7 separate regions of the Mus musculus genome follow, and regions 2, 3, 4, 5, 6 and 7 are each linked to region 1. The links are chromatin contacts, called in public ChIA-PET, Hi-C, HiChIP or PLAC-seq and promoter capture Hi-C maps. All regions are on one chromosome and are shown on one strand. Each heading gives the region's core, a stretch centred on a gene start, on an enhancer-like site or on the middle of the called end of the contact. The rest is flanking DNA. Distances are from core to core; before and after follow the strand shown.

The links. Promoter capture Hi-C pulls out the DNA fragments that hold promoters and counts their contacts. Hi-C and Micro-C count contacts between places; a contact is called where the count stands out from the background. ChIA-PET counts read pairs in DNA pulled down with a chosen protein or histone mark. HiChIP or PLAC-seq counts read pairs in DNA pulled down with a chosen protein or histone mark.
Region 2: a contact with region 1 is called in an RNA polymerase II ChIA-PET map of effector CD8 T cells, with 19 read pairs. The contact joins the enhancer-like site here to the promoter of Tmed10 in region 1. A contact is called at or near these places in 14 of 39 promoter capture datasets (the 3T3-L1 cell line, the C10 cell line, the HPC-7 cell line and 8 more), 3 of 15 datasets of contacts at CTCF or cohesin (embryonic stem cells, large pre-B cells and pro-B cells), 16 of 484 Hi-C or Micro-C datasets (CD8 T cells, bone marrow-derived macrophages, embryonic stem cells and 3 more), 27 of 115 datasets of contacts at active chromatin or transcription factors (the HPC-7 cell line, the SCID.adh cell line, Th17 cells and 16 more) and 3 of 9 other capture datasets (adipose tissue, bone marrow-derived macrophages and liver).
Region 3: a FOXA1 HiChIP or PLAC-seq map of pancreatic cancer cells shows a contact between it and region 1. The contact joins the promoter of Ylpm1 here to the promoter of Tmed10 in region 1. A contact is called at or near these places in 1 of 39 promoter capture datasets (pre-B cells), 1 of 115 datasets of contacts at active chromatin or transcription factors (pancreatic cancer cells) and 1 of 9 other capture datasets (adipose tissue).
Region 4: a promoter capture Hi-C map of liver shows a contact between it and region 1, with 4 times the contacts expected there. The contact joins the promoter of Fcf1 here to the promoter of Tmed10 in region 1. A contact is called at or near these places in 2 of 39 promoter capture datasets (liver and pre-B cells).
Region 5: a promoter capture Hi-C map of stem cell-derived epiblast-like cells shows a contact between it and region 1, with 4 times the contacts expected there. The contact joins the promoter of Flvcr2 here to the promoter of Tmed10 in region 1. A contact is called at or near these places in 7 of 39 promoter capture datasets (the 3T3-L1 cell line, 3T3-L1-derived adipocytes, hippocampal neurons and 3 more) and 4 of 115 datasets of contacts at active chromatin or transcription factors (astrocytes, fibro-adipogenic progenitors, forebrain and 1 more).
Region 6: a Hi-C map of B cells shows a contact between it and region 1, with 23 read pairs. The contact joins the promoter of Batf here to the promoter of Tmed10 in region 1. A contact is called at or near these places in 17 of 39 promoter capture datasets (the 3T3-L1 cell line, the C10 cell line, the HPC-7 cell line and 11 more), 2 of 484 Hi-C or Micro-C datasets (B cells and embryonic stem cells), 24 of 115 datasets of contacts at active chromatin or transcription factors (the SCID.adh cell line, acute myeloid leukemia, bone marrow-derived macrophages and 15 more) and 3 of 9 other capture datasets (adipose tissue, liver and macrophages).
Region 7: a contact with region 1 is called in a promoter capture Hi-C map of stem cell-derived epiblast-like cells, with 2.6 times the contacts expected there. The contact joins the promoter of Dlst here to the promoter of Tmed10 in region 1. A contact is called at or near these places in 8 of 39 promoter capture datasets (cranial neural crest, embryonic stem cells, frontonasal cranial neural crest and 5 more), 2 of 115 datasets of contacts at active chromatin or transcription factors (extraembryonic endoderm stem cells and pancreatic cancer cells) and 1 of 9 other capture datasets (liver).

What each region holds. Positions count from the first base shown.
Region 1 is chr12:85,373,172-85,376,200 of GRCm38.p6, forward strand. Tmed10 (transmembrane p24 trafficking protein 10) reads right to left here and starts at 1,546. Exons shown (of 5, transcript NM_026775.4): 1 at 1,270-1,546. The coding sequence starts at 1,494.
Region 2 is chr12:85,659,785-85,662,536 of GRCm38.p6, forward strand. It overlaps the pseudogene Gm33312. Among named protein-coding and RNA genes, the nearest start is that of Batf, 26 kb to the right of the region's middle. Within about 2 kb of position 1,302, at least 40 of the 459 cell types and tissues checked have an H3K27ac peak or open chromatin away from gene starts, as enhancers often do. A contact at or near this core is called in CD8 T cells, the SCID.adh cell line, effector CD8 T cells and 1 more, where this site is marked.
Region 3 is chr12:84,995,024-84,997,973 of GRCm38.p6, forward strand. It overlaps Ylpm1 (YLP motif containing 1), which reads left to right and starts at 1,298. Exons shown (of 21, transcript NM_178363.4): 1 at 1,298-2,333. The coding sequence starts at 1,467.
Region 4 is chr12:84,969,303-84,972,232 of GRCm38.p6, forward strand. It overlaps Fcf1 (FCF1 rRNA processing protein), which reads left to right and starts at 1,628. Exons shown (of 8, transcript NM_028632.2): 1 at 1,628-1,663; 2 at 1,913-1,980. The coding sequence starts at 1,661. Arel1 (apoptosis resistant E3 ubiquitin protein ligase 1) reads right to left here and starts at 1,547. Exons shown (of 20, transcript NM_178065.5): 1 at 1,327-1,547.
Region 5 is chr12:85,744,971-85,748,043 of GRCm38.p6, forward strand. Flvcr2 (feline leukemia virus subgroup C cellular receptor 2) reads left to right here and starts at 1,569. Exons shown (of 10, transcript NM_145447.2): 1 at 1,569-2,619. The coding sequence starts at 1,882.
Region 6 is chr12:85,685,403-85,688,259 of GRCm38.p6, forward strand. Batf (basic leucine zipper transcription factor, ATF-like) reads left to right here and starts at 1,318. Exons shown (of 3, transcript NM_016767.2): 1 at 1,318-1,571. The coding sequence starts at 1,509.
Region 7 is chr12:85,109,545-85,112,366 of GRCm38.p6, forward strand. It overlaps Dlst (dihydrolipoamide S-succinyltransferase (E2 component of 2-oxo-glutarate complex)), which reads left to right and starts at 1,289. Exons shown (of 15, transcript NM_030225.4): 1 at 1,289-1,415; 2 at 1,954-1,987. The coding sequence starts at 1,353. It also overlaps a transcript of Prox2 not described here.

The sequences.
Region 1 (3,029 bases), core at 296-2,795:
GATGGCACACAAAACAATAACCCTGAAAATAGTTTTTCTCTCCCAAATAAAGTCTGTTACATTATCACTACTGTGGCCCAATACTTTAAATATAAACAATATAGCTGAAGCTTGTTAAGATGCTCAGGGGGTTAGATCACTTGTTCCACTTTCAAAAGACCCAAGCTGGGGTCCCAGCACCCATATGGTGGCTCATAACCATCTTGAACGTCCAATCTAGAAAACTTGATGCCCTCTTCTGGCCTCCATGGGCTCTAGGCACCCACCAGGTATACATACATACATGCAGCCAAAATTAAAAAAAAAAAAAAAAAAAAACTTAAATAAACTGTTTCTATTTGGCTTAAGAATGTGACGTTTTCCTTCTGTTAAAAAGAAACAACAACAAAATAACTAGTGCTTATTGTGAATGAACACAACTATTCAGAACACAACCAACTCCACTATTAACAACTCAAAAATCTAGTCAAGCAAAACTCCACTGAAAACTGGGACCAAATGGCATTAAGTAAAGTAGCTGTCAGCATACAGGGATCTAGGTGACCCTGGTGTAACTAAAAGAAGGGACTAGAGACTATGACCATCTTGTGATCAATAATAAATCCCAGGAATCACAAATAAGCAAAAGGAAGGTTTTAGCACTTTTCCATCAATACACTTAGCTGGTCAAATCCATCTCCAACGATTGTTCACCCTACTTGAGCCTCAGTTTCTGAGTCTATATAACGAGGCCCATGGTTCCATAGGGTAGTGTTTGAACTAAACGCACAACTTTAAGTGGCACAGGAAGTGACGCTTCAGGTGCCTAATGAACAACACATTTTATCAGTCACAGCCAACGTTATTGTCTGCTTTATTCGGTAGGTGTTGAGGTATCTTATGATGCCAACCCCCCATTGATCCTCGAAACATTGCTCAGGAAAATCACGTTAATTCCTCGATTCCTGAGACTTCACAAGACACAGAACCCCGATGACAGCCCGAAGTGGAAACAGCCCTAGGTCTCCGGACTCTAGGTCCGCCAAGGCAGAACTCTGCCCTTCCAAGGGCCCCGACTTTGGCGCGCGGCCCCGCCCCGCGAACCCCAACGCGCGGGGTGAAGGGGCGGTCCCCACCGCGCAGACTTAGCGTTCAGGGATGAGGTTGGGGGGAGGCCAGGCCATGCCCCAGCCTCCGCCCGCTCGCCGGCCCGCCGGCCTCCCCCTACCTCGGCCTTCCCCGGACTACGCCTGCCTTCCTGCCGCCCACCGCCGCGCCCCGCCGCCGCACCTTGAGGTGGGTGCGCAGGCCGCCAGCGCCCCCAGACTGGTCGGTGATCTCGTAGGCGCCCGTCACCAGCAGGTCCTTGTGGATCTCCTCTCGGAGACACTTGCGAGAGTTCACGGGCAGATGGAAGGAGATGCCGAGGACCGAGCTGGGGCCGAGCAGCAACAGAAAGAGCCAGGCGGACGGGAGAGGGCCAGGCCGGGAGAGTGGGCCAAACAAACCAGACATGGTGCCGGAGCCTCGTTCACCACCCGGGGCCTCTAGCGCGCCGGAACCGGGAGCACCCACGTGACGCGCCTCTGCCCTGGCGAGGCCGTCCGCGCCATTTTGGAGATTGGCTAAACAGAAAAGGAATGTAAAGCAAATAACTTCTAAGAGGAAGCAAAGATTTGGTAGTATGTCATAACTACGAGTTTAAGGGTCTATAGAGAAGTCCCCAGGAGTTTTTCGTACACGTTTTATTTTTTAATGGTGGTGAAATACTTCCGAGTGAGCCATAGTAAGTATGGGCAGCCTCGGAAGTAATTGTTTTAAGCCCCCGGAAGCGGTTCATGCGAGTTTTTAAAATCGACGACACCATAGCAACCAGCCCCCAATAAGAAACAGCCACAAGGCCTTCTCTGAGCCCGCCCACCAGCTGCGTAGACTCGGGGCTAAGGCACCAGAGGAATTTCGGTGTCCTAACGCTTACTCCAAAGGGTGTTGGGACAGTGGAGCACTGAAGAGGGAAAACATAAGAGAAAATTTTAATTTGGCTTTTAGTGAGTGTGGGTTGCTAACTCAGAGGAGAGTGCGTAGAGGTCAGCGGGTGAATGTGGATTGGCAGGTATCCAGTTAATGCAAGTTGGGTGTTCCCAACGCACTTATTTATTTAAGACACATCAATAGTCTTCTGCGATAAACTGCACTCAAACCAACATTTAAATTTTTGTTTTGGTCCAGTCAGTGATGAGCATAAAATATTATTTTACCAGATGAGTGTTGTCAAGGGGAAGAAACGGCGTGTTTCGAAAGCATGTTCTGTACCTCCGATAGGTCTTTTTGGTTTTGTTGTTGGTTTGGTTTGTTTCTTTGGATTTTTTTTGTTTGTTTGTTTGTTTCTTTTCTTTCTTTCTTTTGTGTGTGTTTTGTTTTATTTGTTTCTGTTTTTCGAGATAGGGTTTCTCTGTATAGCCCTGGCTGCCCTGGAGCTCACTCTGTAGACGAGGCTGGCCTTAAACTCAGAAATCCACCTGCCTCTGCCTCTCAAGTATTGGGGTTAAAGGCGTGTGCCACCACTGCCCCGGTGGTTTGGTTTTTTGAGACAGGGTTCTTTGTGTAGCCCTGGCTCTCCTAGAACTCTAGAGACCAAGCTGGCCTCGAACACACAGAGATTCACCTGCCTCTGCCTTCTGAGTGCTGGTTTTAAAGGCATGCACCACTGCCCTGCTCTTTTGTAGTAAACTGATTTGTATAGGAATTGTTCATCCATCCGTTAGTAAGTCTTGATTACCTACTACGTGCTAGAGAGACTACAATCATTATGTCTAATGTGTTTATTGAGGTACATCCTTTCTGCTCAATAAACTGAGCACCAAACAATGGGAATACACACCTTTAGTCCCACCAGGGCTACACAGAGAAACTCTGTCTTGAAAATCCAAAAAGCAAACACACAGGTAAAATTCATGTCCATAAAATAAGTCAACAGACTTAGCAATCTTATGTTAAATCAGGGATAAAGTAATCAAACTAAATATTCCTTAAGAAAATAATTCCTATAT
Region 2 (2,752 bases), core at 52-2,551, 290 kb after region 1:
ACTTTGTAGACCAGGCTGGCCTCGAACTCAGAAATCCGCCTGCCTCTGCCTTTTCCTAGCTCTGTTCACTGAAGGAATTTAAGGATATCCTCAGCTACATTGTGAGTTCCAAGACAGCTTGGGTTTCATAGGACCATGCCACAAAACAAAACAATATATTATGTGTCATGGGACTGTGGTAGTTCCTGGTGATCTTCCCATCTGTGGCCCTAAAGGCTATCATCTTTCTTGGCTTCCTTCCTCTTGCTCCCACTGAACTGCATAGTTGATATTTCCTAATTAACTTCTCTGTATCTTTACTTTGACTCCATTTAGACCAGTTCATGTCATTGTCAGGTAGTCACCAGAGAGGACTGCTCCAACACAAATTTAAGTCAATAGAAAGTCTTTATTAGGCTTTTTGGACAGGGATATCGAGAGGCAAGATGTAGCTACTAGTATCCCCCAATTTATATGGTAAATCCACCCGGATTTGCCACCAGAAGATTTAGATTGAATATGGCTTACAAGATTAGGATTCTAGTTGTTGTGCCTAGCGATTAAGTCACCATTGTTTCTGGGGAAAAAAAAAGAAAAAGAAAAAAGAAAGAAAGAAAGTCTTTATTAGCCAGCCAGTGACAACACTGGGTTTTCGGGATCCCAGTGTAGCCCTGAGCCTTTCTTGGGATGGGCTTTTAAAGCACAAACCCCATGTTTTGGGTTGACATACTTCAGCTAACAAGAGCAGTTCGCCAGAAGTGGAACTACAGAAACTAAAAAGTAAGGTTAGTTACATTCTGAGACTTTCCCAGAGCCGTGGACTTTGATGGGTTAGGCCTTTGTTTTAGTTTTGGCAGGTGATGGTGTGTTCACAATGAGTTTTACAGCCTGAATGGCATTTCCATCATGGAGTCAGTCATGCTAAGGTCTGGTGCCCTGCTACCAGAGAACAGAAAGTCAGGATGTAAGGGCCTGAAATCCAGACAGGCCTCCTTCTGAATCATGTGACAATAAATTCTGTTGGGGCCATGGCACACACCCCCCCCCTCTCCGTGTGAATAAGGCAGCCTGGCTCCTGGATGCAGGTGGTGGGGCCTCTTCACCTGGTACCGGCTCGCTTGTCATTCAAGGTTCCCTTCAGGCGTGGCTGAACTTTCAGTGGGTTTTTGGCTTGAAGCTCACCCAACAGCGAGCCGCTGACTAGAGGAACTTAGCCTTTGCTTGGGGGGTTGGGGGGGGAGGTAAGCAAAGAAGTGGTTTGGAGAGCGAAAGGCTCAGTTTGCCTCTGCCTGGTAGCCCATGTGAAAGGCGCTTGCTTCTGTTTGAGGTGCAGGGTGTCTCCGGATGGGACCAGGAAGTGGTAACTCCTTCAACCTGGCCGCCCGTTCACACCTTCAGTGACTCATTTTGATGAAACTCAACGGAACTCCAAACACCTGCACACACCGTGGAGTATTTTCAGATAGAAAGCTTCCCAGCTCCCTTCTGTACAGACCCCAGGAAACAGACCCACCAGAGGCACCAACAGCCCGAGAGAACACTGTTCCTGACTGCGCACACCTCCTTGCTCCCGTTTCTGCGCTCCTGGATACAGTAAGCACTGGCCTTGAGGGGTCCAAGGCGAGCAAGTAAAACACGCTGGGGTGACTGTTTTATGCACACCCATCAGAGGCACAAAACATATACATACATGGGGATGCATGTGTTGTGTTTTTATAAGCAGATCACTAATTTGCATATTGTGACTGATGTCAGTTTTATAAAATAAAAATTCGAGTTATGTGTGTATCTAAATTTATGTCTCCCTAGATGATAGAATTATAATAGTTTAATTGTTTTGTTTTGTTTTGTTTTTCGAGACAGGGTTTCTCTGTGTAGCCCTAGCTGTCCTGGAACTCACTTTGTAGACCAGGCTGGCCTCAAACTCAGAAATCCACCTGCCTCTGCCTCCCTAGTGCTGGGATTAAAGGCATGCGCCACCACACCCGGCTCATTTCTTTCTTTTATTTTGTAAAGAGTACACTGTAGATATACAGATGGTTGTGAACCTTGTTGGGAATTGAATTTTAGGACCTTTGCTCACTCTGGTCAGCCCTGCTCGCTCTGGCCCAAAGATTTATTTAATATTATACATAAGTACACTGTAGCTGTCTTCAGCCATGCCAGAAGAGGGAGTCATATCTCATTACGGGTGGTTGTGAGCTACCATGTGGTTGCTGGGATTTGAACTCAGGGCCTTCAGAAGAGCAGTCTGCTCTTACCCGCTGAACCATCTCACCAGCCCCCTTCCATTCTTCCTTTCTTCCTTCCTTTTTTTTCCACATTGTTTTCAGACTGCACCTTGTTTAGTAGTCTAGGCTGGCTTCCAATTCCCCAATGATTGAGCTATGGGTATACTCTCTTCACCTACTTTGATTTTTTGTTTGTTTATTTGTTTTTTTGTTTTTTTGAGACAGGGTTTCTCTGTATAGCCCTGGCTGTTCTGGAACTCACTTTGTAGACCAGGCTGGCCTTGAACTCAGAAATCTGCCTGCCTCTGCCTTCAAAGTGCTGGGATCAAAGGCGTGCGTCACCAACGCCCAGCTGATTCACTTATTTCTTATTACAAAACTTTCTGTCTCTTTCCGCCATTTTGGCGCCTATGGAGGCCTGCTGGGAACAGGACTTCTAAAAGCAAGTGTGTCTGGAAGGCTGTGGTGCAAGGCCATTTTTGCTGGCTACAAGCCAGGTCTCCGGAACCAAAGAGAGCACACAGCTCTTCTTAAAATTGAAG
Region 3 (2,950 bases), core at 48-2,547, 380 kb before region 1:
GAAGGAATCCCTAGCCCCGCATCTACTACTCATAGTTACCCAAGACAGGTAATGATCTGGTTGCTAGGAAAAAAGAGCAAGGTCACATCTTCAAATTGACATGCTGATACAGTTAAGAGTCTTCAAATTAAGCATGGTTTTTCTCTCCCCTTCCTTCCTTCTTTCCTTCCTTCTGTCCTTCCTTTCCCAGAATTCAGTGTACTACTTCTGATGTTCAGTAATCACCCAAACCAATGGAAGTCTTTAATATTTTGCTGCTAGGGTTCAGGAAATCAGCTTTTAAGTTACCCTTCTCTGACTTTTCTTAGGTTTTTTTTTTTTTTTTTTTTTTTTTTTTTTTTTGGGTTTTCGAGACAGGGTTTCTCTGTATAGCACTGGCTGTCCTGGAACTCACTTTGTAGGCCAGGCTAGCCTCGAAATCAGAAATCTGCCTGCCTCTGCCTCCCGAGTGCGGGATTAAAGGCGTTCACCACCATGCCCGGCTGACTTTTCTTAGGTTTAAGGATTCTCCAACAGGGACATCGTCCGAGTTAAAACCTGGGTTTGATGGTACTTGGAAGGCAGAGGCAGGAAGATCTCTGTGAGTTCAAGGCCAGCCTGGTCACAAAGCGAGTTCCAGGACAGCCAGGGGGTTCATACAGAAAAACCCTGTCTTGAAAAAGCAAAAAAATTTTAAGGGTGGTGGGGTGGGTGGTGGGTGGGGAGGAAACCAATCTAAACAATTCAATTCCTTTTACAGTACCTGTAGGAAAGAATCAGGGCCATTTTCACTTTCCTTCTCCAGAATCCATTTTTCATTCTTCCTATCATTGTCCCCTGTCAGGCTGTGGGTTGACTGAGTTAAATCAGTTTAACTTGGAAGAACTGTCATTTTTACAAAGCTCCCTCTTTTTTACTTAGGACTATGGTAAGCCTCTTCGTGAGTTCAAGTTTAATTTTTATTCTCAGGTAGGATTCTGCAGTTTTCTTCATATAATGTCTAGATTTTTCTTAGTAGAGTTATTACTTGTTTTATGTTCTTGTTGCTACTGTGAATGGAATCTTTCCTCCCCCCTCCCCACCCCCCCATTCAAAACTAAACCCATAGGGCGTTAGGATCTCTATCACTCCTTTCGGCTGTGAGACTCTATGGTTTTCTTGGTTCTATGACAACATTCTATTACCGCCTACATTTTCCGAACCCGAAGGAAGGCGGCAACAGCGAGTACCTGCGCCAAGGTTCCCTCTATCTGGCCTTTGTTCTCCGCTCGATGGTACTGCGCATGCGTAGTTGCCTCAGCACGGTCCCCGCCTTCCCGACCGCGGGCCCAGCTCCGTAGCGCCGGCGCACTGGCGCGCTCCGTTCACACGCTCCGCGGCCTGTAAGGCACCGCGAGTTCCGGCTGTCGCCGTCACCGCCGCGGCTCCTGGAGGTCGGTTGCGACGAGTAACGGCGCCGGGACGAGCCCCGCGCCTTCGTTTCCTATATGTATCCGAATTGGGGCCGGTATGGCGGGAGCAGCCACTATCCGCCGCCGCCGGTGCCGCCGCCGCCGCCACCGGTGGCGCTTCCCGAGGCCTCGCCGGGGCCCGGGTACTCCAGTTCGACGGCTCCCGCGGCCCCTTCCTCTTCAGGCTTCATGAGCTTCCGAGAGCAACACTTGGCGCAGCTCCAGCAGCTGCAGCAGATGCACCAGAAGCAAATGCAGTGCGTGCTCCAACCCCACCATCTTCCTCCGCCCCCGCTGCCACCCCCGCCGGTGATGCCCGGGGGCGGCTACGGAGACTGGCAGCCGCCTCCGCCACCGATGCCCCCGCCACCTGGACCAGCCCTCAGTTATCAGAAGCAGCAGCAGTACAAACACCAGATGATCCACCACCAACGAGATGGGCCTCCGGGTTTGGTTCCAATGGAGCTGGAGTCCCCTCCTGAATCTCCCCCTGTACCTCCAGGATCCTACATGCCCCCATCCCAGTCGTACATGCCTCCACCTCAGCCACCACCCTCGTACTATCCCCCTTCCTCCGCTCAGCCCTACCTGCCTCCTGCTCAGCCATCCCCTTCACAGTCTCCACCTTCCCAGTCCTATCTGGCGCCCACTCCTTCTTATTCTTCCTCGTCCTCCTCACAATCATATTTGAGCCATTCCCAGCCCTACTTACCCCCTTCTCAGGCCTCTCCTTCCCGCTCCTCCCAGGGCCCTTCTAAACCCCAGCTACCACCACCACCGTCCATCCCTTCTGGGAATAAAACAGCTATCCAGCAAGAGCCTTTGGAGAGTGGGGCCAAGAACAAGACTGCTGAACAGAAGCAAGCTGCTCCTGAACCAGATCCCTCTACAATGACTCCACAGGTAAGCACTGTGTCACATCTTTCATTTAGGCTTTACGTGAGCAGGTCTTGGGCTTTAACCAGCTAATGCCTATCGTAATTCCAACAGCCAACGACTAGCCCATTCATACTCCAAAGATCCCCTAAGAGTCAGCCCTGAAAGCCAGGTTTTAAATTGACCATAGATTACCAAAAGAAGAGTAAAGATAAGACTAGGCACTTGAAGTTGTAGTAGGTTGGCACTAGATTTATTTCTCAAATGTATGCCTTAGTTTTCTTTGACCAGCATTCAGTATTTATTGTTGCACAGAGCTTTGTTTTAATTTTTTTTTAAACTAAGATTTTCATGGGGAGGCAGTATAAAAGAAAATTCTTAAAGGACTGATGTTTAAATACATGTAAATATTGACCAGTTAATTTCTTAGGACCAGCAAAATATGCAGGGGCCAGAGATAGCTGTCTGTTTCCAGAAGTGGGTTCTCAGCACATAAAAGATGGAAGTCTCATCATGACATCCTAACTGATGTTGTGAGTTCATGTGGACTCCATAGGCCTCTAGAGACTTGATCCTTGGAGAATCTGTTGTTATATTTCAAAACCATCTCCTAAGGATAATTTTGCCGCATGGTGAATTTGCTA
Region 4 (2,930 bases), core at 378-2,877, 400 kb before region 1:
CATCTCTAGGGACGATGCTTATGACTATGAAAACACAGGTCGGTCCTAGTGGTGTCTGGGTAATATAGGTGCTGTGATGATGAGCTTAGCTTTATACACAAAGAAACAGAGGCACCAACTGATGGCCCAAAGCAATGCAAATAAAGCAACTCAAGAGAGGGAGTGAACTGCAGCCAGTCAAACGCCCGAGTCCCATAACCAATGCACTGCCTCGCACTGTTACACCTCGAACACCTCTGAACCCAGTAACACTAGGTCAGTGTCATGCAGTAAGAAAATCACAAGCGAACCAAACTGACCTCTGAGCGTCTAGGGCACAGCTTCAACATCGGTAAAACAAAGGTATCAAAAGAGTCAACTAAGATGAAGTTCACATAGCCTACAAGTCTCATAAACTGCACATCCACTTCCAGGAAAGCTGTCCCTGGCCTTCCACAGACTCTCAAGGGGTAAAAGAAACCTCTCTCCGGATGGCTAAGAACAACTAGAATACATCCTAAAAGCAAAGACAAACAAGCAAACGGAAAACAAAACCAAACACTGCCCAGTTTCGCTTTCTCATTCCCACATATTCTCCCTCTCCCATTAAGGACTGCACACCAGGCTTCACAACGAAGAGCACTGTTCCCCATCACATTCCAGGCTTGCTAAGTAGTTGCACATATAAGCTTCTGCACCTGTTTTTCTTGTGATCGTCTAAAAAAGGCCACTGCGACTGGGATAATTGGCTCAATGAGTAAAATACCTGCTGACCAAGCAAGAAGCCCTGAGTTTGGTTTGCCCAGGATCTGGTTAGAAAACAAGCCGGGGAGTAGTGGGCTTGTCCACTCCAGCACCGGAGGGCAGGGATGGGAGTATCTCTGGGGCTTTTTGGTCAGTCAATCTAGCAAAAACCGGAGGTGGAGGTGTTTCCAGGTTGGGTAAGACAGACTGTTTTCTAAAAAGTGGAAGATAAAGACAAGCAGCTTCCTCTGGCTTCTGCTCTGAATTTCTGCTCTGATGCACCTGCACGCTCGTGCTCGTACACACACACGGGAAGAGAGAGAGAGAGAGAGAGAGAGATGCAGACAGACAGAGACGGAGGGAGAACATTGGGGGGGGATGTCCTCCATCGCTATTACATTCCTCTCTTTCCGAAGAATCTTACGCCCAGCCTCACAAGTTCCAAGCCGGCGAGGAAAACCAATCAATAACCAGAGCCTCAAGGCTGAACTACAGAGCCAAGGCTGAAATGATGTGCCAGAGGAAAACCAGAATGTACTGTCAAACTATGGGACGCCCAGGATTCCCGACCCCTCTGCCCTCGTCCCCTCTTCTCTCGCTCGCCTTCAGCAATTCTGGTGCCTACGGTCGGCTGGGCTCTGCCTCCGGCTGCGGCGTGAAGAAAAACGTTACCCGAACGGGGGCTGCAACGTGGCCAAGTCCTAGTTCTGGGGTCCGAGGAAGCAGCGGCCTCATCCAGCACAAATCCTACCCTCCACCCGCCCCCCAAAAAAATCTCCAGTGTCGATCTCCGCCAGCGTTAGGAGCCGGCTCGGAGCTTTTACGTTTCCCAAAGTAGCTTCCGCCTCCGGGTTGGCCTTTGCCGGAAAGAGCGTGAGGATGACGTAAAGTGTCGCGCTGCGAGCGATTCCGGAAGAAACAGGAGTGCGGCGTGAACATGGTGAGCGGAGTGGGAGAACTTTGTCAGAGAGTTTTGGGGAGCAAACGGGAGCTCAGCCTTTGGCCAGATATAGACTCGGTGCTTCCTTGTTTGTTTGTTTGTTTGTTTGTTTGTTTAATTCCATTCTGGCCTTAGTTCGAAGGGAGTAGGGAGGGGGACTGAGTGCTGTTTGGGGAGGGGCAAGAAAAATAGAAGAGAACTTTAAAAGATGTTTTCAGCTCTTTTTAACTCGAAAACTTCTGTTTCAAGGGGAAGCAAAAGAAAACAAGGAAATATGCGACTATGAAGCGAATGCTCAGTCTGAGAGACGAGCGACTGTGAGTGGTCAGAACCAACTGGTTTCTTAAACTGATCAGAACTACAGAAGTCACGATGGGCTAAGTAGAAACATCTGATGTACTGGTTTCTTAAACTGCAGAAGTCACGATGGGCTAAGTAGAAACATTTGATGTTTTTTTGTTTTGCTTATAATGTCTTAGGTCTGTGTTGCATGGAATTATAGTCACACATTCGGTGGGGCAGGGCATGGTATCGTTGTGGGAAAGCCGGTGAGGAGGTCATACCATGGCTGTCTTCAGGTCCTGCCACCCAAGTTTAAAAAGGACGATGGGAAAAGTCCAAGATAGTCCCATTTTATAAGTTGTAAGAATTCAGAACCTTGCCGGGCGGTGGTGGCACACGCCTTTAATCCCAGCACTCGGGAGGCAGAGGCAGGCGGATTTTTGAGTTCGAAGCCTGGTCTACAGAGTGAGTTCCAGGACAGCCAGGACTATACAGAGAAACCCTGTTTCGAAAAAAAAACAAACAAACAAACAAAAAAAGAATTCAGAACCTTCGAACATGCTAGTATGATATTCCCATTATAAAGAACACTCAAGGGGCTGGTGAGATGGCTCAGTGGGTAAGAGCACCTGACTGCTCTTCCGAAGGTCCAGAGTTCAAATCCCAGCAACCACATGGTGGCTCACAACCATCCGTAACGAGATCTGACTCCCTCTTCTGGTGTGTCTGAAGACAGCTACAGTGTACTTACATATAATAAATAAATAAATCTTTTAAAAAAAAAAAATAAAAATAAATAAAGAACACTCAACCAGTTTCTCTGTATCGGTAAGGACTGGGTAAACAGTTAATTTAATGAAGACTGGGCTTCTTCGTGTTTAAGATTTTCGGAACAAGAGAGTGGTCATTAGAACCTTCAGAATTATTATTCTCAGCTTCTGATGTGGGTTTTTATTTTATCTAACAATGTCCCACTGATCACTTC
Region 5 (3,073 bases), core at 319-2,818, 370 kb after region 1:
AAGCTTGGCAGGGGGGCGGGCATGGTGATATACACCTGTAAACTCACCATTTAGGATTGAGAGGGTGTGGAATTCAAGGTTACCCTGAGCAACCCTGTCTCAAAAAGACCAAGCCAAAACAGACAAAAAAGGCAAAACAAAAACACCACCAGGTTTCCAGGAGCCACCCAGGCTGCAGCTCAGACTGCTCTTATGTAACTGTGTGGTAGCTTGAATGATGGGAAGTATGACTTTTCAGGCCAGCTGGGACCTTAGTTAACTGAGTTCTAAAAGGCTTGTTTTCTTGTCTATAGCACGAGGCAAGAAGGCCGAGAGCTTACAGCTCGATGTTTTCAAAGCCTTGAGTGCCTGCACATACACCATACACATGCACACATACAGACACACACACCCAGGGCAAGCAATAGTAACTACATTATAGAATGCCCGGCATGCTCACCCATGAAGCACATTTACCCCGTGGCAACAAATGCTAGCCTTTTGGCAGGATAGGAAACATTTGTTGAACGAATTATCAGCCAGGGATTTTTCTTTTTTTTTTTTTTTTTTTTTTCGAGACAGGGTTTCTCTGTATAGCCCTGGCTGTCCTGGAACTCACTCTGTAGACCAGGCTGGCCTCGAACTCAGAAATCCACCTGCCTCTGCCTCCCGAGTGCTGGGATTAAAGGTGTGTGCCACCACGCCTGGCTGGATTTTTCTAAGGGCCATTATTTCACCATCTACATTTTGCAAAAGAAACGGGAGCTCAGAAGTGGTGTTCAGTGACCTATTGTTACACGCCTAAGTCGCTAAACCGGAATCCAACCTAAATTTTGGGTTCTTTATCACTGTGAACCCATGGAGTTGTAGGGACCAGCGCAAGCCAGCATTCCTTCTCTGAAAGCCTTGCTTCCAGGCTAAGAGGTGACGCTCAGGGGATCGGTAGGTGGCAGCGGAGGGCTACGAGGCTGTATGAGTCACTTCGTTGCCTCACTCCCAGAGCCTGCGCAGAGACTTGGTTCCACAACTTTCCCTCCAGGCTATGCTTGGCTCGCGGGGTTCCCTAGTGGGAGACCTCAGGGACCCGTCAGACACTAAACAAGTTCATATACGAGTTCACCAAAATAAGTCTTTGTCGGCTGGGAGGTCTCTGAGAAAAGCAAGCATTCCTTTCACCAGGCACACTGAACTGTCACCTGGAGAGCCCAGCAAAAGAGAGGAAGGTAGGGATCTCTCTCGGATCCCCCTGAGCAGTTTAGGGACTCCGAGCCTCGGTGCACGCCCGCTGGCCCCGAGAAGACTCTGACCTCGGAAGGGCGTGAGGCGAAGTCCTCATTTACCAACGAAGACCTCTGGGAGTGGGGGGGACAAGTGAATTTAGGGAAAGTGTAGGGGTGGGGGCTAACCGGGCGGTTTCCATGACACCGGGGACGTCGGAGAGGAATGTACACCCCAACCTATGGCGAAACAAGAGCGGCGCCTTGCGAGCCCCGCTCAAGGAGGCAGGGGATCCTGGGTGGGAGGGGTTGAGGGGCGTGGGGAGCCGGGCAGGCCGGGGGGCGGGGCGGTCACGTGCGCCCGAGGGGGCGAGGCCCCAGCCTGCCCGGGAGCAAACCGAGCTCGCCCTGCCACAGTTCGCTGTTCAGGAGTCAAACTTTTTCCAGGACGGTCAACGCTTCATCTGGACAGCCTGGAACGCGTGGCAAGGCGTCTGCGGCCAACTTGGGGGACAACAGTTTGCTAGGGAGTGATCGTAGGAACCTGAGATCTCGATTTCTCCGCTAACAGAGGTGCGCTCCCGGAGAAGTGTTGCCTCAGCTCTAGGGGGACAGGCAAAAGGCTGCTGACCCATAAGACTGTAGGAGTCAGTACGTGCCTGGGATTCAGGAGCTCGTTGTGGTCATGGTGAATGAAAGTCTCAACCAGGAGGAGAGCAATGACAGACCTGCGCCAGAGTCGGAATTCCAGATGGACACCAGCTACTCCACCCAGCCCAGCGGCTCCATCCATCCCAGCGTCTCAGGCCACCCCAGCGTCTCAGGCCACCCCAGCGTCTCAGGCCACCCCAGTGTCTCCATCCATCCTAGTGTCTCCATCGACCCCAGCGTCTCTGTCCGTCCCAGCAGTTCAGCACTCCCCAGTACCTTGGCTCAACCCAGCGGTTTGACCCATCATAGTAGCTTGGTTAGAGAAGACAGCGTGATCAAGGTGAGCAAGCGTCGTTGGGTCGTGGTCCTGGTGTTCAGTTGCTACTCCTTGTGCAATGCCTTCCAGTGGATTCAGTACGGCTCCATCAATAACATCTTCATGAACTTCTACGGTGTCAGTGCCTTTGCCATTGATTGGCTGTCCATGTGCTACATGCTGACCTACATCCCTCTGCTCCTGCCCGTGGCCTGGATGCTGGAGAAATTTGGTCTTCGAACCATCGCTATCACCGGCTCAGCTCTCAATTGCCTGGGAGCCTGGGTAAAGCTGGGCAGCCTAGAGCCTCACCTCTTCCCGGTCACAATGGTGGGTCAGGTCATCTGCTCTGTGGCACAGGTCTTCATTCTGGGCATGCCCTCACGCATTGCTTCGGTCTGGTTTGGAGCTGATGAGGTTTCAACAGCCTGCTCCGTGGCTGTGTTTGGCAATCAGGTGAGTAGAGGGCGGGTGTGTGTGTGGACGGCTGTTCCAAAGAGAGAGAGCATCTCACCATGATGGGGCTGAGTATGTTAGAGGGTACCTGACGATGAGAGAAGCTGTAGTTTTCTGGTTCACAGACTTTATGACTCTTGGGTGGCTTTGTGGTTGGGTGTGGACTGACAGTGTAGTTGGGTGATTGTGACTGTCAGTGACATTGAAGATTAATGGGGCGGGGGTCACAAACAAAGGACTTTTTCTTTCATCCACAGTTTTTCCTAGCCTGTAGGAAGCATACTAATTAAAATATGATCGTTTTTTGATGGTGTTTCTCCCCAGCCTTTATCAGTACACCAGTTCCACCAATTTTAGGAATGCTGGTCTTTTCTCTGGTAGCAATCTTTGACTGCCAGGTGGCTGTTTAGGTGTCCTTGGTGGTTTTAGCTGGACCAGCCAGATTTGCTAGAAC
Region 6 (2,857 bases), core at 68-2,567, 310 kb after region 1:
GCCATAACATATTGTCAGCCCTCAGATTAATCGAGGTGAGCATTTGAGCCACACTGGGAATAGAGTAAGAGCTTTTATTTTAATATGTGTGCGTGTCTTGCCTGCACATATGTATGTGCCCCGTGTCCATTTCCTGGTACCCGAGGAGTCAGGAAGAGGACCCCTGGAACTGGAGTAACAGATGATTGGGCCACTGTCTGGATGTTAGGACTAGATCCCAAGTCCTCTGGACGAGCAGCCAGTGTTCCTAACTGCTGAGCATCTTTCCAGTCCCCAAACTTTAAAAAAAAATAGCCAAAACACTGGGATGAGAATGGGACTGTTCACTAAAGCGACAAGCGTGTTCGTGTCATGGGACACATGCCAAACACCGCCACTCCACAGCATGCTTTACAGAGTGGGGGACATTCCTATTCAAATTGTCATCCCTCATTGCAGTAGCCCTGAAAGGTAGTAGGTGGGGCAGGTTTTAGGTGTGTGTGTGTGGTGGGAGGCTGGGGGGGGGGGGAGTAGGGATAGGGAGTCACTGGATTCTCATCATATCGATCTGACTCCAAGTCCAGAGCCTCTGTCCCTCATTTTGACGTTCTCTCCTTGTTGGGTTATGACGTCACTGACTTCTGAAGACTCAAGGTCAACCTTGAACTCCTGAAGGAGCCCCTCCACAGAAGGTAGGTATCCTTTCTCTAGGGAGAATGAAAGTGTCTTGCTAAGAGGACAGGGGATAGATAATAAACTTCTTTAGCATCGATTCCAGAGACTCCCCGAGACTCTCAGCTAGCCCCAACGTCTTGCTTGGTCATCTGTAAAAGGCAGTGCCCTCCTTTCTTTTTGTCCCCAGCCCACCGAACTGTCCTATAGGTGAAGGAGGAAGGCCGGTCATAAAACAGGATGGGCAGTTGCTTTCGGGTGAAACCCAGAAAGGGTCCTCAGGCTTGTCGCTGACTGTATTTAGATTTAAAAATCAAGGCCTGTGACCTGGAGGCTCTTTCCTGCTGCTCTCTGCCATGTTGACAGCAGAGAACTTGCTAATTCTGGCCGGGGATTTTCCCTGTGTGGCTGTTTTTCTTCTTTATCTTCATCAATTGAAGAGCGCTCGCTCTGCCTTTCAAACTGCCTGCCGGAAGATACTGGGGGTTTGTGTATTTTTTTTTCTTTCACCTAATTCTGTGGTCTTTTCCCAGATGTGTATTTTCTCTCTACCTTCTTTCTAACTTGTTGACGTTTCCGCCCATGTGACTTCCAGCTTGAATTACCAGAAACCACAAGAGAGGGCCTGTGCGCAAGCCCCAAAGCAGCGAGATGTCCCTGTGGGGAGCAGTCCCTCTGCACCCGAGAGAGAGGAGGACGCAGGGGTCTGTCAGAGGTTGCTGTTGGGCAAGCAGGGGAGGTACCTGTGGAAGGTGGTGTGCTGGTGGCCCCCTAGCAGTCAAGAAGGGGAGCCAGCTAGTGAGAAGATCGCCCAGAGGCATCTGGGACGGTGTGGGAGAGCCCGGAAGATTAGAACCATGCCTCACAGCTCCGACAGCAGTGACTCCAGCTTCAGCCGCTCTCCTCCCCCTGGCAAACAGGTACCCCCTTCGTCCCCCTCCCCCACGCCCCGCATGCCTTGCCTTCTGATTTTCCTGGGGTGGTAGAAGAGGGGTAGGCTCCCTTGTCCTGCCCAGGGAGCTCTGTCTGGGGAAGGAAGTAGCTCGTGGCAGGAACTCTCTAGCAGACTCTGGACCGTGTGGTGTTTGCTATACAGAGGTCCAAGGGCTGAAGCTTCGCATCCCGCCACAAAAGCCTCTCTTTCCAAGAGGTACCCCTCGTCTCTGCCACTTAGGTTCCCACCGTGAAACTTTCTAGGAAGCTGGGGGCAGGGTGAATATCACAGAGCTTAGAAGTATGGTCAACCATAAGCAGAGGAATGTTCCAGTAGATCGCTGCTTCGGGCTCCACCCAAATCCTAGAGTTGTAGCTTTCCAGGAAAAAACCAAGCAAGTGGCAAGACAGAACCGAGGTCAGGGAAGAGAAATATAGCAAATCAAAGCAAGGTAGACAGGAGGAGAAGAGTGGCAAGATCTGCCTGCGGATTGCCTCGGTAACTCCAGCAGTCCGTGGGAAGGGAGGCTAAAGCTACAACCTGTATCTTTCCCCCCCACCCCCCATGTGGCTTCCAGATAGAAGAAAGAAGGCCATGGTCCAGGAGGCGTGTCAGAGACTTTCACTAGTAGCTAATATCATCCCTGAAAAACCAGGGATGGAGGGAAAGATTCTGAGACTCTTAGACTCTTGACTGATACCAAGCCGAAATGTCTCAGACTGAAAGATGCCTCCGATGGGATGCCTTTCTCACCTTGTGGTTTCTGGGTCTCTCTACCACGTTCCTGATGCCCCTTGTTCTAGACATTTCTCCTCCTCATCCAACATAGACCCACGGATTAAACTTTTTTACATCTCATCTTAAAAACTATATTCTTTCCTTAGCACACATATTGGGAGGGGCTCAGAGGTAGAGTGTTTGGCTCACACACATCCAGGGGGCTGCAAAACGCTACAAACAAAATAAACGTAAACTACCTGACCACCGGCTCCCACATCTGTCACAAGCCCTCACCAAAAGCCATACTGGTGAAGACCTCAAGAGGGAGATAGTCCCTCGCTCACGATGGTATCAGAGCAACTCAGACTGCCTGGAAGATGGTACCCCAGTCTCTTCTTAAGAAGGAAATTACTCACAGCTTCCATGGCAACCTAGTCCCTTAGCACATTAAAGGAAGAATATATCCTTGCCCTCTCTAACCCAATGTCCGTTTGCTAGAATGACCTGGAAAGTTTGAGTAAAGAGGGAAGGGAATCAGAACCTGACCCAAGG
Region 7 (2,822 bases), core at 39-2,538, 260 kb before region 1:
AGTAGCAACTGGAAGAATTTAAGCAGGGGAGTGGCAGGATTAACTCTACACTAACAAAGGATCTTTGACAGAGGTGTGAAGGCGGAGTGGAGAGAGTGAAAGTGGAGTCTTAGACCTGCTACAAGGAAGCTTTGAAGGAAACAGATGAAGGGCATTACAGGCTCAATAGTGAGGGCAGCTGGGACAGATGATGTCTCTCTTTCTAATCAGGGCTTCTGCCCAAGGCTCAGAGATTCCAATGCCATTGGATCCAGGGTTTGGTGAGCAGAGGCTTTGTGAAGGTTTTGAAAATTAGGCAAAATAACTCAAAAAAAAAAAATCAAAGGCACTACGTGGTTCATTTATTCATTCAGACATTAATTTGATATTTATTCAGCTGAGCTCATGGAATACTATTTCTGTTAGGAAGCCAGGGTTAAAGGCCTAGGGATTTAAGAGCGAGCAAGTAAGCAGGGTAAGGGTGGCAAGCGCTTTCAATGTAAGGCAATGGGCAGAATGGTATACACAAAGCTGCGGGGGGAGGGGGCGCAGGAAGCCTACAAGCGTTTCTACAACCTCTGCCAATGGGGCATGACATTGAACAAAAGTGTAACCCCCATAAGATTAGTATGTCACATTCCCAGAGTTGGGTAGCAAATAACTTCCAGAGTTCACAAGCTGGGTGGAGCACAGTTAGCTTGGCTGGAGAGTTTGCTCAGGGGCGGGAGAAGATCAGGAGCTAAAGCACAGTGGGGCTAGTTGGTGAAGTCTTACAGGTCCTTTAATACAGTTCCTCTTGTAGTGATCCCGGGCCATAAGATTATTTTGTTGCTACTTCATAACTGTAAATTTGCTACTGTTGTGAGTTGTAATGTAATTATCCGGTATGCTAGATATCTGATATGTGATCCCACTGAAAGGGTCGTTGGACCCTCCAAAGGATCGCGACCCACCTGCCCAAGTCCACATAAGCCTAATCACCGGCCTGAGATCTAAGTTCCTAGCCATTTCCCTCTCTTCCTAGAATGCAGAGGCAGAAAGGCTAGGTTTGGGGGCAGCAGAAAACGGCGCCAAACAGAACCAGCTCTGAGGAAAGGCAGGGAAGGCTTGAACCCGGGGGCGCTCCGGTGGCCGGATGGTTGTCCTCGAAGAATACTAACCCAAGTTGGCCTTCTCTTGACAGCGCCACAGATGCCCCGCGCTGGGACCGCTAAGGATGCGAGCCCGGCTCACACCGCCCGGCACCCAGCACGGTTAGTGGTTCGCTCCGAACACCCCTCGCCGCTTGGCTGGTGCCGCGGCCGGTCTCACTTCCGGTTGCTGCCGGGCCCTGTATCCGGTGTCCGCCCGCCCTCCATCCCGCTGCCTCCGCGATGCTGTCCCGGTCACGCTGCGTGTCCCGGGCGTTCAGCCGCTCGCTTTCTGCCTTCCAGAAGGTACTGTCTGGCGGGGCCCGGGCTCCGATGGGTGCCGAACATGGCTGTGGGCGGACGGGCAGGCCGAAGGGCAGGGACGCTGTGTGCTGGCCAGGCCGGCCACCAAGGGCACCGGGACGCGGTGGCTGCCGACGCCCGCGGAGCCGCCCAGCCGCGTGTACGGAGCCCCGGAGCCCCTGTCCTCTCCCAGGCAGCCCGCGCCGGCCGTTTTCCCGCTGTCCCGAACCCTTTGCTCCGGGGCTGGGAGCCGCGCCCGCAGCGACATTGACTTAGAGTTAAGAGAGGAGGCACGGCCCCCAACCGTATTCCGCGGCCTGTCTCTTCGCGGTCTCCAAACTAGCGCCTGGCAGGCTCAGGGGAGGATGACAGAGTTTGGCCGACTCGGTGTTTTGCGTCTACTTTCGGAGTTAAGAGCACGATAAACGTGTCATTACCTGTCAGCAGCACGATAAACGTGCCCTTAAAAAAAATGTTTGTTTGTTTTTTTCCCCCCTCTTTTCATTTTGGGTGACGTCGATAATGTCTTCTTTCTCAACAGGGGAACTGCCCTCTAGGGAGACGTTCCCTGCCTGGTAAGTTCTGCCCTTGCGGTCACCTAAAATGCACTTCTCGTGGGCAGAGCAGCATGGGAGGAAATCTGATGTTTCTTCTCATGGTATTTAAAGACAATGAATTCAGAGAGATGCGAAGCAAAAGACTCCCTTAAGTATAACTGCTGTCATGTACTCACCCGGCGCATCCTTACTGGGTTTTGTTCAGCTTTTTGTGGTGCTGAGGATAGAAGCTAGGGCATGGGAGGCAAGCACTTAACCACTGAGCAACACCAGCGGCCCACGGTTACTGAATTTACACTGTCAGGGCACTGTGCTAGATGCTCGTTAGAAATACAACAATGCAAAAAGTCTTGTCCTCCAGGAGCCTGAGGCGTAAGGGAAAGGCATGGTGTAAATTGCTGATCATCAATCATCTAAGTGTTTGGAAACATGGACAGAACAGGTTTAAATAGGTGACATTAAAGTTGTGGCTTGCAGGATGTGACAGTCAGTGAAGAGAAGAAGAAGAGAGAGAAAGAAAGGGGTAGAATGCATGAAGTCAGTGAAGAAGGAAACAGGTGTGGCATTCTTTTGGAATTGGAAACAAAGTGACTGGTCAGAAGCCATTAGTTAAAGGAAACAGTATCTCGAGGAAGATGATGGTGTAGAGGCTTTCGGAAGTTTAGATATTTTTTCCCTTAAATTTATTTTTCTTTATGTGTACTGTGTACACACTTGGCATTCTGTGCCCACGGAGGCCAGAAGAGGTGTGGGATCCCCTGTAATTGGAGTTGCAGGTTGGTTGGGAAATGCCCGGTGCCTGGGTCTCTGCAAGAGCAGTACCGGTTCTGAACCCCTAAGCCTGGAAGTTTGG